Regions from separate parts of the Danio rerio genome. Here region 2 is linked to region 1. The links are chromatin contacts, called in public Hi-C maps. All regions are on one chromosome and are shown on one strand. The core of a region is the stretch at or near the end of the contact, and the rest is flanking DNA. Distances in the headings are between cores, read along the strand shown.

The links. Hi-C and Micro-C count contacts between places; a contact is called where the count stands out from the background.
Region 2: a contact with region 1 is called in a Hi-C map of an unstated tissue, with 3 times the contacts expected there. The contact joins the promoter of ccm2l here to the enhancer-like site in region 1. A contact is called at or near these places in 2 of 18 Hi-C or Micro-C datasets (hematopoietic stem cells and an unstated tissue).

Annotation. Positions count from the first base shown.
Region 1 is chr23:8,879,807-8,882,506 of GRCz12tu, forward strand. No RefSeq gene overlaps it. Among named protein-coding and RNA genes, the nearest start is that of tcea2, 18 kb to the left of the region's middle. Within about 2 kb of position 1,320, at least 28 of the 62 cell types and tissues checked have an H3K27ac peak or open chromatin away from gene starts, as enhancers often do.
Region 2 is chr23:9,165,891-9,168,590 of GRCz12tu, forward strand. ccm2l (CCM2 like scaffold protein) reads left to right here and starts at 1,344. Exons shown (of 10, transcript XM_692004.9): 1 at 1,344-1,408. The coding sequence starts at 1,379.

The DNA of each region.
Region 1 (2,700 bases), core at 70-2,569:
TGTGTTTCTGTTATGCTTAATAGCAGAATAATGAGCAAGATTTGTTTTGAGAATTTGTTATAACTTTTCTTGAAAGTCTAGTTTACATACAATAAGATTATTATGCCTCTGAAAAAGCTCAGATGATGGTGTCAAGGTTTTGGAAGTTTCTGATTGACTAATTGACAACATTTGAGTTAATCGAAGGCACAGCTGTAGAATAGTATTAGAGGAAAACCTCAAACACACTGCTTTCCTTGTGTGACAACATGGGGAAATCAACAAGCCAGAATCAACAAAAAGCCAGATTGCAATTAGCTAAATTACACTGGGAACAAGACTAATTTTTGGAGATATGTCCTATGGTCTGATGGAACTAAGATTGAACTGATTGGCCATAACGGCCAGTGTTACATTTGAAGGACAAAGGGGAAAGCTTACAAGTCTTGGAACACCATCCCAACTGTAAAGTATGGGGGTGGCAGCATCATGTTGTGGGGCTGTTTTGCTGCAGGAGGTACTGGTCCACTTCACAGCATAGATGGCATCATGAAGAAAGAGCATTATGTAGAAATACTGAAGCAACATTCCAAGACATCAGCATGGAAATTAAAACTTGGCCACAAATGGATCTTCCAAACAGACCATGACCCTAAGCATACTGCCAAATTAGTTACAATGTGCTTTAAGGACAACAGAGTGAATGTTTTTTGAGTGGCCATCACAAAGCCCTGATCTCAATCCTATAGAAAATGTTTAGGCAGAGTTGAAAAATGCTTGTGCGAGCAAGACAGCCAACAAATCTGACTCTGTTACACAAATTCTGTCAGGGGAAATGGGCCAAAAAATGGTTTTGTTCCTTTTTTAGATTGTATGTTAACTTCTGGTTCAAACTGTAACTGCTGTATTTTAAAATTAGCTGTTGTTATTTTTTCTTTATAAATTGGTCGCTTTATTTTAAGGTACAATTCTTACTATTAGCAGACTATTAAAAGGAAATTAAATGGAAAATATTATACATATTTCTCAGACAACTGAATATATAATAAAACGTGCATGTGCAATCCAGTAACAAAACAACCCTCACTCTCTCAGCCACCTCCTGTCTACTGCCCTCATTCCCGCTTCAGTCCTGTGAAAACACTTTCTCTCTCTCAAGAAGTAACGCCTCAGTCCTAAAATCCCCCTTCAGGTCTGTCTCAAGATACCACTGTCAGCTTGCAGACCCGTTTGAGCAGTAAAATAAAGACGTCCGGCGGGTCTGCCTTGCCCCCCTCTTCCCCCTCGTCCTTCAGCCTTGACCCTGTGCTGGTCTTCCCCTCGGCAGCTCTCAGCGGGTCACGGAGCTGCTGTGTGGAGTCTCTGTGTGGGAAGCCGTCGCTCCTCTCACTCTCACACGCACCTCCGCGCTCTTCCTCTTCACCGCTTCCTCCTGCTGCCGCCCGTCACCACTCGCGCTCGCACACACGGCTTTTTGTTTTGTGTTTGGATGGTTTTGTTCTGTTTTCTTTCCCCATCTCTCCCTCGCTCTCCTCGTCTGTCCTCGGGGATTGACAGAAGAATAGCGGGACAGTAAAGCTGAGGTGTTCGCATTTCCTCTGGCTGCAGTGAGGGCTCCTGTCACTCTCGCTCTTCCTCTTCCTTCATCATCTTCATGGTTTAAAGCAACAGTTCAGCTGAAATCACATCATTTACTTGTGTTAACTGGGATAACTTAGCCAGAAAATAAAAATTGTCATCATTTATTCAATTGTTCCCAACCTGAGCTACTTTCTTTCATTTAGCCAGCCCGATTCAGTAGTATCTGCCTGCAGACTTGCATATGCAAGATGAGATACGCAGACTCACACATGCAAGCTCAAGACACAATACACTCAAAGGAGCTAGTGACCTCACTGTGTAGGGTTAGGGGCGGGGTTAGGTGTGCGCAAGGGTCACAAAACAAACACATTTATTTGAGATGTATAAAGTCATATGTCCCACATTTCTAAAAACACTATTAGGACACACATATATTTACTAAAAGTTTAAAATTGGTTGTTTAGAGCAGTGGTTCCCAACCTTTTTCTTTGGGGCCCCCCCCATGAACATATGCAAACATTGGAGCCCCCCACCATATAAATACACACGCACGCACATACATATGTACTGTGTGTGTATATATATATATATATAAATATATATATATATATATATATATATATATATATGTGTGTGTGTGTGTGTGTTTGTGTAATATTGATATATAGTAATATGTATAGAAAATATTAATTAATCAGTTTTAACTTGTCTTGGCCTTCAATAAAATCAAAATTTAGGTAGGCTTTGTCATACTGTCTAATCTTTTTCTTCGCCTCTGAAGAATCCCTGCATTTACGTTTGTCTGCCATTTTTGTTTTGATTTTGCCTTTACGACACGTTGACAAGCAGATTGCGCGAGTGAGCAAAATTTAAATAATTATTTAAAGTTATTTATTTTAATTATTTTCACTATTATGTTGGAATTTTAAGCATGCGTTTAGATTTTTATTTATTTTTTTGGTACTTAAAAATACATATATAATAGTAGGGCTGCTCGATTTTGGGAAAAATCATAATCACAATTATTTTGGTCATAATTGTAATCACGATTATTCAAAACCATTGCCAGTTAAAGTCAAAATTATTAGCGCTCCTGAGATTTTTTTTTTAATAAATATTTCCCAAATTATGTTTAACAGT
Region 2 (2,700 bases), core at 94-2,593, 290 kb after region 1:
GGTAATATTCATAGCTATACTACTGTAAACATGTTTATTGAAGAGTAATATTTATAGCTATACTACTATAAACATATTTAATGAAGAATAATATTCAAAACTTTACTACTGTAAACATATTTATTAAAGAGTAATATTTATAGCTATACTACTGTAAACATGTTTATTGAAGAGTAATATTTATAGCTATACTACTGTAAACATGTTTATTGAAGAGTAATATTTATAGCTATACTACTGTAAACATGTTTATTAAAGAGTAATATTTATAGCTATACTACCGTAAACATGTTTATTGAAGAGTAATATTTATAGCTATACTACTGTAAACATGTTTATTGAAGAGTAATATTTATAGCTATTCTACTGTAAACATGTTTATTGAAGAGTAATATTTATAGCTATACTTCTGTAAACATGTTTATTGAAGAGTAATATTTATAGCTATACTACTGTAAACATGTTTATTGAAGAGTAATATTTAATACCTCTTTCTTTTTTATCGTGGTTCTAACTGATTGGTGTGTCTACAGTTTTGCAGCAGTTTGTGCACACCTGATGGCTGTGTTTAACCTATGGTTCATGTGTTAGTTCATTTGAAGGCCTTTGCTTTGAAATTGCAAGGAAATTCCATTATGAAAAATATTTGTGTCAAAAGCATCCAAGTGTGTTTAGTGTTTGCAATCGATGTGTGTAATGTTTTGCAAATACTATGAAACTGACAATGTTAAAGTTGTGCAGAACTGGCCTTGTGTTTTGCTCCTTAAGTGTTAGGTTTTGCTAATTGTGGGAAAAGTTTAATTTTAGTGTGTGAGCAATCATAAAAAAAATAGTTTTTTTTTTCACAGCCATTGTTGTCTTAGTCATTTTGCTTGTTCGCTTTTTATTTAATATGAATTAAATAAAATATGATACTAAACTTTTGAAATTTATTTTGAACGGGAAAAAGACATAACATTTCAATAACTGGCTGAGGGACTTTAGAATTTAGTTTAGTTCTGCTTCATAAATTTGTGGTTTAGGTACTTTTACACGGTGTAATTTGTGTGAAGAGACACAGCTTACTTCTACTTAGTGCCAAGGTATTATTCAGTGGTGTGTGTGTGTGTGTGTGCGTGTGTGTGTGTGTGTGTGTGTGTGTGTGTGTGTGTGTGTGTGTGTGTGTGTGTGTGTGTGTGTGTGTGTGTGTGTGTGTGTGTGTTATCAGTGCTTTGAGAATGGAGGTGCAGAGGATTCAGATCAGAGTCTCTGGTGGAGTTTCCTGTGCAGGAAGTGTGTTTCCTGGCTCCACAGGGCTGAGTGGAGATTGGGCCTGTCCTACATAGAGACACACAAAAACACACACACTTGCGCACAGCCAGCCATCGGGCTGGTCAAAATGGACTATGATCCCAAGCGAACCAAGAAGGTAAGTCTTCTGTATGGTTATATATGGCGAAACTATGTTCATTTAAATGTGTGTTTGTTTTGGTGTGTTCATTGTCTGTAAACTGCATCATGTGACCTCGTCTGTTTATGCATACTGTGTATATGTGTACCTGCGGCTGATAACTTTGTGCCGGTTACGCAGTTTGTTAGTTCACACAGCATATCTCAGCTGACCTGAAAATTATGAATTTCTCTGGGTTATTTTTTAATTAGGTGTATATTCGAGTAAAATGGTATTTGTGTTGTTCTGATCAAATTACTTCCAAATTTCAAATCAAAATATTTGGTTACACTTTATTTTTGCGTTGTTTTCAGTATTTACTGAGTAGTCAGTGTTGTCAACTGAGCAATTTTGTTTTATTTTGTTAGATTTAGCAACATTTCGTACTAACGTAGCAACTTTTTTTTCAGAAAGCACCTAGCAATAGATGTAGCAATTTTTAAAATTAATTTGGCTACTTAGCAATTTTTAAAAAGTGACTCAAAAGAGCAGTGCCTGCAGGTTTTCCCCATTACAGCAGTGGTTCTCAACTGGTTTGGCCACATTTTTACATGGTCATCAAGCCGCGACCCAAATTTTTAGGAACTATAATATAATTTTAGGAACTATAATTCAGTATTTATTTATTAACATACACAAGTAGTGATGGAAAATTACCAAGACTTACAAATAAACAATACTTTATCTCTGTCATTTAAAAAAATGTATCAAATTATAGTAATAATACAGAGTAGAAACGTCAAATACTGTAAACAATGATTAGGGTACGGAAAAGTTAAATTACCATTAACTAAACTGAACCGTTAACACTGATCCTGTTGAACAGAACAAATCTGCAAATTTAAGTAAAAATTTTTAAATAATCATAACCATTTTTATAATAATCACCAGTTATTTGCTCTTCTGCTATTGTGTGGGCTTTCTTGGCCTTTGCTACACGGTGAGCATAGTAAGATTCCGGAAGTGCCTGTACTTGAACATGAAGATGTTAGGCACTTTTGTGAGCGATGCCCTCAGCTATTGGAGTCATCTTTGAAAATAGTATACAGGTTTGTCCTTGCAACTGGGATGTCATATGTAGTGAGAGCAGGTGTTAAGCCTTTTTTGTCATCAATATATGTAAATCCACACTTTGCATATTCGAGGTTATACTTGCGCTTCGACATATTTGTTGCTATAATTAAATGAAATTTCACATGTTAAACGGTATGGCTGTCGTGTGCGCATTTCAAAATAAAAGTCAGATATATGCAAAATAGGTAAAAAAAAAA